Regions from separate parts of the Mus musculus genome. Here all the other regions are linked to region 1. A link is a contact called in public promoter capture Hi-C data. All regions are on one chromosome and are shown on one strand. The core of a region is the stretch at or near the end of the contact, and the rest is flanking DNA. Distances in the headings are between cores, read along the strand shown. Region 1 holds the start of Ifrd1 (interferon-related developmental regulator 1). Region 2 overlaps Immp2l (IMP2 inner mitochondrial membrane peptidase-like (S. cerevisiae)). Region 3 holds the start of Lrrn3 (leucine rich repeat protein 3, neuronal).

Evidence for each region. Promoter capture Hi-C pulls out the DNA fragments that hold promoters and counts their contacts.
Region 2: a contact with region 1 is called in a promoter capture Hi-C map of pre-B cells, with 8 times the contacts expected there. The contact joins the enhancer-like site here to the promoter of Ifrd1 in region 1. A contact is called at or near these places in 4 of 39 promoter capture datasets (the 3T3-L1 cell line, the C10 cell line, hippocampal neurons and 1 more) and 1 of 115 datasets of contacts at active chromatin or transcription factors (the 230-238 cell line).
Region 3: a contact with region 1 is called in a promoter capture Hi-C map of pre-B cells, with 2.8 times the contacts expected there. The contact joins the promoter of Lrrn3 here to the promoter of Ifrd1 in region 1. A contact is called at or near these places in 3 of 39 promoter capture datasets (cranial neural crest, hippocampal neurons and pre-B cells), 5 of 115 datasets of contacts at active chromatin or transcription factors (astrocytes, embryonic stem cells, large pre-B cells and 1 more) and 1 of 9 other capture datasets (adipose tissue).

The regions. Positions count from the first base shown.
Region 1 is chr12:40,221,350-40,224,933 of GRCm38.p6, reverse strand. It overlaps Ifrd1 (interferon-related developmental regulator 1), which reads left to right and starts at 1,745. Exons shown (of 12, transcript NM_013562.2): 1 at 1,745-2,065. The coding sequence starts at 1,978. Mir1938 (microRNA 1938) reads left to right here and starts at 2,123; the gene lies at 2,123-2,222. Gm7008 (predicted gene 7008) reads right to left here and starts at 1,570. Exons shown (of 3, transcript NR_045157.1): 1 at 1,381-1,570; 2 at 212-265.
Region 2 is chr12:41,876,363-41,879,946 of GRCm38.p6, reverse strand. All of the region lies in intron 6 of Immp2l (IMP2 inner mitochondrial membrane peptidase-like (S. cerevisiae)), which reads right to left. Among named protein-coding and RNA genes, the nearest start is that of Gm46348, 110 kb to the left of the region's middle. Within about 2 kb of position 1,711, at least 59 of the 459 cell types and tissues checked have an H3K27ac peak or open chromatin away from gene starts, as enhancers often do. A contact at or near this core is called in the 230-238 cell line and pre-B cells, where this site is marked.
Region 3 is chr12:41,484,149-41,487,732 of GRCm38.p6, reverse strand. Lrrn3 (leucine rich repeat protein 3, neuronal) reads left to right here and starts at 1,676. Exons shown (of 2, transcript NM_010733.3): 1 at 1,676-2,162. The region is part of intron 4 of Immp2l (IMP2 inner mitochondrial membrane peptidase-like (S. cerevisiae)); the gene reads right to left.

The DNA.
Region 1 (3,584 bases), core at 496-2,995:
TTGAGAATTAAGCTTGTGGTTATAAGGTGTGTCAACATGTATAGCTCTTTGCCTCACCTACTGAGAACCCTCACTTCATGTCAGATTTCAGGTGTGCCTGTCCAGACACAAGGGACTCAGTGGGGGCCTGTGTCCATGTCTGCGTCCCAGTTTGGTAGCCATGCTCTGTGCAGTTTACTTGTTCTTCAAGAGAACACAGAGTAAAGCAAACCTTGAACGTTGCTCTTCCAATCGAATCTTTGTGAACAGTCCATCTGTGATCGATCTGTAGGAACAGAGAGTGGCAGCAGAGCGTTACCAAGTCAAAGACTTGTGAGGACGAAGCTTCGTGAAGGTGATAGTGTTTGAGCTGGTCTTGATAGACAGAGATAATTCTTAAGATGAAGATGGGGGGTGGGTTAGGGCATTCATGAACAATGAAGTCAAAGTAACAAAAAGAGCCCTGTACTGGAAACGAAGACCAGTTGAGTTCAGGAGAAGAACAAGATATCTAGAAAGCAGTGAGAGAGGCTAGGTTAGGAGGACTGGCAGTCTGTGAGGTTCTGGAACAACTATAAACATAGGTGGATTAGTCAAACAAGACACTTGAGTAAATAATCAGCCTTCCTGGGCATGAAACATTGAAATGGGTGACCTGGTATGAACTGAAGCTATGTATGGCTAGAGATCAAGATACAGCCCTGAGTTTCATTTTAAAATCAATTGCTGGGGGGGGGGCACTATGAACAAACTGAATAAATTACGGTGAATAAATTACAGAATATGGGGGAAGATAATATATTAACTATTAAGAATATGGCAGTAAAGAAAAGGAGAGAAAAATTTAAGTTGGCTTAAGGTACAAGAGGGACATTAAGACGGAGAAAGACTTACTATCATCACTTGAAATAGAATGAAGCCGAGGTGAGAGGTGGAGTGCAGAGTGAGTCACTTGCACGAGTCAGTGAGTTTGTTCTGTCATATGGACAGTATAGGAACCTACTAGCAGCTCCTGAAAACAGGACTGGGTGTTGCGACACGGAAAACAGATCAACGGGAGCACCTTGAGAAAATAAACCCCTTTGCGACTGTTGATATAACTCATGTATGTTTTGCCAGCTGCGAACTTCTCATAAACTCTTATCCCAAACTGACCTCCAAACTGGCAGGTGGAATCAAGGTCACATCTTTGTAAGAAAATCTGAGACTGAATCATCAGTCTCGTTATTTGAGATATTAGTCTAGAATATGAGGTCCACGAACAATACAAGTTGAAGTAGCTGAAAGCATACTTTTTTTGGAGGGTGGGGAGCCCACGTCCCTAAACCCACAGGAGGGTATGGTTGTGCTTGGACAGGGGCCTCATATTAGCAGGGGAAAGGTTGTTACACGTGATCTTACAAGCTGACGTTCATCAAGCTGCATAACTGCCGCATGGCTCATCGCGGTGACTACCCGGGTGAATTCCAGGGCGGACGCCTCGTTGGGACGAGGTCACGACGCAATCGGACTGGGAGGAGCCCGGAGAAGGCCGCGCCCTCTCGCTAACTACATCTCCCAAAGCTCCACGCGGCCCTAAGGCATAGCAGCCCAGGCACCGAGGGCAGACTGAGGCTCTGGGAATGGGAGTCCGAATGCAGGCACCGCCCCAGTGGACGCCGCGGTGGGGAGATCTGCAGCGATTGGCCAGCGAGCGATGGAGGCCCGCCCACGCATGGTGACGACAAGCCGCCGTCTGGCTACTTAAGGCGTCGTGGTCTGGCCACCCCGCCTTCGCTCCCGCGCTAGAGAGAAACATGTATCGTTTCCGCTCGCAGCTCTTCACGGGGATTTCTGCTGCTGCTGCTGCCGCTTCTCACCCGCGCCGCTCCTCGCCTCTCTTGTTAGCCCGAGACTCGCCTCTCAGCCGCCCGCCGCACAGACGCACGAGTAGACAGTGCAGCTCCATCGGCTGATCCTCGCTGAGCTCCAAGTGTAGGCGGCACCGGGCGGCCCACGATGCCGAAGAACAAGAAGCGGAACGCTCCCCACCGCGGTGGCGGGGGTGGCGGCGGCTCCGGGGCAGCGACGTCGGCGGCCACGGCAGGTGAGGGGTGTCCCCACGCCCGGGAGCCGGCTGGCCGGCCGAACGGGAGACCCCGGCCTGGGGCGCGGTGGGACTTGTAGTTCGGTCTTCGCTTCGGACGCCCAAGTCTGCATAGCGCGTGGTACGGCTGAACTGCAGTTCCCATCATGCCCTGGGACTCGCGCTTCTTGAGCTGGCACGCGGGAGCAGTGCTGGAGCTCCGGCCCTGGGGGCGGGGAGAACTGGGACCTTGGGCCGGAGGGAGAGTCAGAATAAGGGTGACCAGGACTTGGCGTTCTTCCTAGACGTCGCTGCCTGCTGTCCGGTTCTTTATCGAGCTAGAGATGGGGCGGAGCGCCGGTGGCTTGCCGCTGTTGCGCTGCCTGTGGCGCTCCCTCCAACATGGAGTTCTCGGGAGTGTCAAACGTCCAGCGGGCTTGGACCGGCTTTTGCGTCACGAGGCCTGAGCTTTGCGTGATGGGGCCAGGGTGACGCAGAGGCACGAGTGGCTTCCATCCCGCTGTTTTCCTGCGCGTCTCGCAGGTCCTCTAAGGCGGGGTAGAGGCGTCGGAAGCCATGGCCACCGCCCCACCCTTAGCGTGGCTTCCACTCCTAACCCGGTACCTGCAGAAACCGGGAGCCCCCGCAGCCCTTGTGCTGCCAGCCTAGCGACCGCGTTCTCCTTTGTGCTGCATTCTATAGGTTCCATGCAGTGATAAGAGGTGGTGAGAAGCCGAGGTTGCAATTGGCTGGAAAGTTAGGGATAAGTTTTTTTTTTTTTTCCTTCCATGCTAAGACAAAGCTTTTTCTGGATGGTTAATTGCTGAACTGAATGTACGATTCTCTTAACATATGGTTGAGAAGAAAAAAAAATGATTGCAGCCGAAGGTCCCTTCTACAAGACTGCACACAAGACATAAGTCGAGTAGTATTGAAATGGGTAGTCATCTCACTAAGTAATTGTTAAGATTATGGAGTTGAATATTGGAATGCCCCCAGTCGTTCCACACCAAGATAATAGCCATTAGGTATTTGTTGACCTAGCTACTACTCTTTGATCATTCGAATGATATTAGAAAAGTAAATGACCAGTTTTCATGTTAAATATTGGAGACTGGCAATGCAAAAGTTTTCCTCCAGGGTCTGGAGAGCTGAAAGCTCTTGATCATGTGTTAGGTGATAACTGGCTGGGTATGGACTATTACAAATAGAAATGTATCTTTAGATATTTTTTCCCTTTCTCCTGAATGCGTGGTGAAATTCATTGTGAAGTTATGAAATACTGTTCATGTAACCTAGTTGTGGTTGAATCAAGGCTCCTGCTACTTCTGTTTAAGCTTTCCCTCCTGAATAAATACCGGAGTTCTTTCATAAAGTCTTACTAGTCTTATTAAAGTTTTCATTTTAAAAAGATGAAAACAATGGAGAAACACTGACAATTTGGAAACAGATGTTAACAGAGGTCTCCACCTCACAGACACCCTTCCTTTCTGTAGTTTCCTGACAAGTATTGTTCTTTTCTTAGGACAGACACATTTTG
Region 2 (3,584 bases), core at 462-2,961, 1.7 Mb before region 1:
TTAAAAAAAAAAAAAGTGAACATTCACATAACGAATGCCATGCAAACAACAAGACCAAGAGAGTGTCTCATCTCCTTCTTACAGCTTTCTACATATCAAGGAAGAGTCCTGTTGTCCTGCTCCCTGGGAGAGCAGCTACTAAGGAGAAATGAAATATTGAGAAAGCACCAAGCCACAGTAAAAGCGAGAGAAGGAGTGTTTGTTTTCCTTTCTGCTTTGTCTGTCTTTATTTGTTCTGCAGTGAGCTTGAAAACTTCCTGTATGTCTTCAATACCTGGAACAGTTCAGAAGCTACTATTGTCCCAGCTGTGACTAATGCCCACTTCATGCAAGTGTAGAACAGCAGATATGCTAATCATAATAGGCCATCACCAGGACCATGCAGTCCTGCTAGGAACACAGGGCTCAACAAGCTATGAAGGCCACACTTAAAATTCAAACTGTATTGTAATATACATTAATATGGCCACTGGATGGGGAGGAACCAAACAAATACCACAGAAAGTTATTTGCAGGAAAACTGGCAAACTAAGACCATTTGTTGCCACATGCAGGGCAGGAGAGCCTGAGAGCTAGTATGGCCTGTGTCCAATCAAATTTTAAGTATTTGACATCTGCAACCATCTAACACTGTAAAAGTCTACATAGGAAAGTAAAGCAGCTTCTATGAGAGTTGAGGATGAGTGCTCTACCAGAGAAACAGTAAGCTGCATAATAGAAATGAGGACTCCTTGAGAAGATGGTTATAAAGAAAAGATTAAAAAAAAAAAAACCATCTCATATAAGCACCCAACAATCAGTAGACTGAAGCTTTTAGAGAACACTGGGGTACAATTAGGCACATTTCCACCAAGACTGACTATAACGAAACAAGAATGAAAACCTAAAAGCATTCTTAGTGATGTGCATTCCTTAATGTAGTCTACCAGAAGGGTCTATAAAGCCAAAGGACTAACTCAGATATGTATCAATTAAGTACCTCTGAGGAGATTATAAAATATTACAGCAGTCATCATACATATCAGGTGGTTATTAAAAGTTGGGAACTTACTGTGTACAAATGTCTAACCTAATTTACATATATTTTTTAATTTAATCCTTAGGGCTATCTGACGAGGTAAATATGATTATGGATCCAATTTCACAGATGAGAAACCTGAGGCATGAAGAGCTTAAACAAACACCCAGCTGTTAATTGGAATCCCAAATTCTTAACTGCTGGGCCATACCGAGAAAAGCCACAACTTCCTCATTTCTCTCCTTCCCACACCCTGTTGTTATGACAATTGTCAGGCATGTGCAACATATATCCATAGTTCGGTTAGAGCCAAAGCTAAGCATGGCCAACAGAACTGCCTGGGACCCTGCTGTCACCTAATGCCAGGTACCTTCTGTGTTCCTATCTGGGCATAGGTCCTACAAGCAGAGAAGGCTCTGAATTCTTGCCTAGTAGTTGTAGTTCTTTACCTCCCAAAAAGTGAGGGATCCCCATAAATCACTTAACAGCTTTTTAAGACATTTAAAATGTTTAATTGCTGCTCATTATATTTACCCCTTAATGTATCTCTAAATTCTATTACTCTTAAATGTTATTAAAAATAACTTTTTAGAGTTTTTATACATAGATTTTTTTTTTGGTAAACATGCTTTCCTAGATCATTAATGTACTTCAAAATGTTCGAAAATATGCAAAGTAGCTAAGATGTGGTTCAATTCAAAAATTGTTATTTTTCTAAAACCACACATCTTCAAAAACTCCACACCCTGGTCACTCACTCTAGGTAAGAAATCAAGAAGTTGGCCTTCAAAGCAGGCTCACCACTGGCTAAAGAGTAGCACATTTTGTGTGTGATGCAGGCCTTCATCAAAGAGTTTATTATGCTTCCTCAGCATCAGCTTCTTCTAGACCTGCCTTGACGCAAGAAGCCTATCTTCATTGCCAAAATCACTGGTACCTCAAAATTCTGTTTACTGTTCATTCTTTTTAAGTCTTTCTTGACCTCCCCATATGCACACACCAAATCTTATTAATTTTTCTTTAAGTAGCTTTGTCTGAGAGGACACACACAGGTCATATGCAGGCCATAGAAATGAACTAGGAAAGTCTTCCAAAAGTCCCTAAGGAAATCTTATCTGCTGAATTGAGTTAACGTCCACTTGTATTTTGGACATATGCCCAGTAGCTAGCAGACAACACAGTCTTTTATATTTGCTACAATTCCCTCCCCACAAACAGAAAACATAAAATAAAAGGAGCTCCTTGGAGAACAAGGGTAACCATAACAATACATTGCACTCAACCCCATGTTCGATTCTGAAAACATTTTTTTCTCATTTTCTATTATTAATCAAGGGTTTTTAAGTTTAATTTTAACCATCCTCCTTTCCTGTAACACTGTATGTAATAAAACCATCCTTTGAGCTGGGGAATAGCTCCATGGTAACAGATTCTCAAACATCAGCACAGGATGGAGCTTTCAGTGTGTGATCACAGCTCAAGGAAGGAGGAGGAGGAAAATGCTGAAACCCACGGAGGCTTTCTTTCCTTCCTTGGGACAACATCGTGAGAGAAAGAAATCAGCAACCTCATGAGAGCTTACTGCGAACAGGGAAGGAGAACTGAGTGGAGTGGAGTGACAGAGCAAGCCTAAGATGTTAATGGGATTGTTATGGAAGTTCAGGATAGAAAGCAAATCCTTCATTTTAGTTCCCTAAAGAGATAAAAAAGCCGGGTGTGGTGACGCACTCCTTTAATCCCAGCACTCAGGAGGCAGAGGCAGGCGGATTTCTGAGTTCGAGGCCAGCCTGGTCTACAGAGTGAGTTCCAGGACAGCCAGGGCTGCACAGAGAAACCCTGTCTCGAAAAAAAAAAAAAAAAAAAAAAAAGATAAAAAAGCAGTCCTCATTCCCTAGAGCTGAAAAGAGGTCTGTTTTCTGGTGTCATGCTTTCCAATTTATATGGAAATAGAGCCATGTATATGCTTATACGTAAACACAGTCCTGTGGTAGGTATGGTAGTAGAGTACATGTACACATGATTCAATGGGCTAAATTTTAGGGATAGTACATTATAGACAAAATGAAGTAAGTATTCCCATCTTTAATAACAGGCTGAAACAGATAGATGCTGGGCACCAAAGTTCCCTCTGAAGACCATGTGACATCGGTCCTCTTACTACTTTCCTGGCCATCATTGTTAATACAGACAAAATCTCCTAAAATTTCATATTTTTCTTGTCAAATTGCATGGATTAACTGGACAAAAAAACAAATTGAGAGTGAATTAGAGAAGTATACCATTTTAAACTTTTATCCTTTTTTTTTTTCTAGAAAAAGATCTTGCTGCAACAAAACTTTGAAAATATAGTGTCTTTCAAGTTTAGATAGCCTTTAGGTATATGGGTGCTTCTAAAGTGCTGAAGGAAGTTTAATGCCATTTGTTCTTCCAATCTTGTCTGCACTATTAATTTGGTTAATGGGTTAGGAATCCTTTCTTTATAGATAGCAGAAAAGTAAACTTCAGCCTAGCACTTTTCAAAGTTATTACATCTTCTGAAAAAGCGGGGTGCAGATTAATGAGGTTT
Region 3 (3,584 bases), core at 427-2,926, 1.3 Mb before region 1:
CCTCCTCCCATACCTGTGAGTGGACACTCAAGTACCTGTAAGTGTCTGGTGAGAGGATAACACTCAGAATTGGATGCCATTTGGCCAATGAAGAAGCCACTTTGGTTTAGCATTCATGCTTATCAAAAAGATTAGAGTTTATCAATTATATATTAAAATAAAAATATTCTGAGGAACACCTACCATACCAGCATTCAAATTGCCTAGGCAGAAGATAAAGGCCCTGACTCCGTCAACAAATTGATCAATACAACGAATAACTAAAGCATTGGTAGATTTTGTTTGTTTGCTTTTGTAAAGAAAACTGTAACATGAAAGCGTTTGGTGGTCAAAAGACAATGTTAGTGAGGCTAAGCTTCCAGGCATACGGTCATGGCGCAGAACACCGGTTTAAGTCACTTCAACGACACCTTAAGAAACAATTAGTGCTAATGCTTTTGCTTTTTGTTGTTATTCCCCCCTCCCCCAGTAAATCTAATAAATGCCATTTCCTTTTCCTCCACTAGAGGGCAGTCTATCAAAGCAAGGGGAGACTCAGATAAGGCAGCTTTGGACCTGTTGAAAATTGTTCCCATGTTCCACTCCTCTCAGGAGGTCTCTCTAGTATACTGTCTGGAAAGCATGCCCTTATATTCTTCTATTTGTCATGGTTGTTCTGGAGCTGAACACATGACCACGCTGGCATGATTTCTAGTCTAAATATTCCAAATGTTTTACATATAATTCCTATTGAAAACATTTTCCTAGTTAAGTAGCCATTCAGAGTTGATAGCCGTAAGTGCAAAAAGAGATAATTTAACTGTTCAGTCTATTGTAGAGGAAAGGATCCCTGAGTTATTACTAATAAATCATACATCTAAAACGCATACACAGGCGCACACACACACATACATGTACATCTGGATGCAGGCACAAGCAATGCCACATACAACACATGTCCGATGTGTGGCATCAGATTTGTTATACCATGTATAGATAAGTAGTTATAATTGGAAAAGTTTATTTTGTATATGCTTCTCCTTACATACCATTGTTGTGAGTATTGGAGAAGCAAATATTTGTTGTAATTTTAAGAAATGTCATTGTAAAACCTAAACAAATACGCAAACAAAAAATAAACCCACACACAAAGTACCAACAAGAAAAATGGAAAGAAGGAATGGAGGGAGGGAGGGAGGGAGGGAGAGAGAGAGAGAGAGAGAGAGGGAGAGAGAGAGGGAGAGAGAGAGAGAGTGAAAGAGAGAGAGAGGCTATTAGCTGCATGCACATAGGCTGATTTAAGTAGGATCTGTAGGGAAACAAACAAGGGGCAGGAGAGCTGCAGGCTGCAGGCTGAAATGTAAAGCCACTGCTGAACTTCACAGACAGGGAGGCAGAGTCACTATCAAGTATTTTTAATATTCAGGAAATCCTTGTTCATAAGTGTTTCCTGTCTTATCTCAGAGGAAATGAAAAACAGAAAAACAAAACAAACAAAAACCCCACCGTTTCTCCAAATGACTGATCACATTCCAAATGGGAGAACTTGTTGAAAAGCGCTGCACATTGCTCCAAAAGGAAAAGAAAAAACAGGAAAGAAAATGATTCCAAGGAAAAATATGCAAGCCTGTTTCATTTATTTGTACCCTAAGCAGCACTGTCATAGGACAGACAGGCTGCTTCAGCCAACCAGGCTGGAGCAGCTGCGAGTGCTACATCTTGGCAGTCTGAAGCGATTGGCTCCTCTCTGGGGAGTGGAGGGTGTTCAGTTATTAATGACCGCTGAGCAGGCAGCACCGTGTCAGTGTGACAACTGATCTGGTGAACGATGCACCACTAACCACCATGGAAACGAGGAGAAATAACGCCAGCTAGCAGGATCTCTCTTCACGGGATTGAGAGGCTCAGCCTGCTGCTGCCGGAGAGAGTTCCAGTCAAAAGAAGGAATCCTAGCTGCAGGCTCCTGCCTTCCTTTATATTTTAGAAAAAGAGAGAGAGAGAAAGAGAGACACCATTGCTTGCATGTGTGCATATCTATAGTATGTAATTGTGTGTACTTTATTACACATACATATGCACCTATTTATACTGGGGCAAGAAGACAGCCATGTGATTATTTCAGCCAAGGAACTGAGCAAGCAGGGGCACCGGAGGAGGGCTATCCCTGCATCTGCTAAGGCAAGGTAAGTTTAAAATATACCTATCTGTTTAAATGTTCCCTATTTCGTGTTTTTGTTGGTGCCGGAGTTTTTACACATCAGTTCTCCTTTGATGTTTTCCCCTTGTCTGAATTCTAAGGGCATTTTTCTTTGCATTTCACTTTTGAGTGAACATGCAAACCCCGCCGGCTCTGTGTGTGCCTAGCTGCGTTCGTGGGATTCTCAAGCAGGCATTTTACTAGCTTGAATGCCCATCAGAGGATGTGAGTGGGAGAGAAAAGCAGTGCCGGGGGAGGAGAGAGAGAGGAGGGAGAGAGAAGAGACGGGGACTGAGGCAGAGAAAAGAGAACAGAAGGACCAAGAGAGAAGCAGGGAGAGAGAGGGGAAGGAGACAGAGAGGCTGGCAGAGGAGGCAGCGGGAGAGAGGGGAGAAGGAGAGAGAAACAGAGGGAGATGGAAAAATCAGGGTCCTTTGCCCCCACAGCTCTTGTAACGAAAAGCAGATCACTCATATTTCTCTGTTCTGAAGCCAATGAGGCGTTGTCCCCCCACCCCCCAGCCCGCCCCAAGGGATGAAGATTTAAGGGGGATGCTGTAGTGTGTCAGGAGTGAAGGGCACCAGGCAGAGTAGCAGAATGAGCATATCACAAACCGGTATTGAATTTCTGCCAGGCTACATCTTCCCGATTGTGGTAAATGACTTCCCTTTAATAACATCCCATCCCCTCACTGCTCTGAGGGGACAGTGCAAGCGTCTGATTGCTAATGCAGCCCAGGAAGCTACCATGCTAGGGAAACCAGGAGATGAACCAGGAGAGCTCTAGTCACCTTTGGTAATTGAACAGCATCGCGGTAGTATGGCTTCAAAGTACATTTCCTATTTATGAAGACTGTTTGCTCTCACTGAGCCGGGTGGCTTAACTCGGCTTTAATTTATTCATTTTTAACAATATGTCCTTGTTTCTGTGCCTCTAATCTTAGTGAAAGCAGGCTATGATCACGAGTGAGAATCTTCCTAGTTTAGCGAAAAGGAGACCAGTGTGATAGATAGAAAAATAAGTACAAATTTAAAATACTTATCAGGAAAAGAGTGTGCCCTGGTACGACAAATATTACTTGTGCACTGAGTTCCTCATCCTTGGTTCCAGAAGCAACGCCTTTGAGACAGAATTACTGTCAGTCAACTCAGAGCGTCCATGGAGTGATGATTCATGGAATACTCTGTGGACCGATTTTTACTTCCAATCTTGTAAGAGGAAGCCAGCTACTTAGAATATGCTCTCAAAGCGACACCACCAATTGAGGGTGGCTGTGGAAATCTTCACTGCCCTGCTAATGGGTCCTGTGGAGACATTAAAACAAACCCAGGGTTCATATTTCATCTGCTGGAGCTTTCTCCTCTCTTCTCTTAGTTCAACTCACAGTTATCGGAGTCTGCTTTGAAAG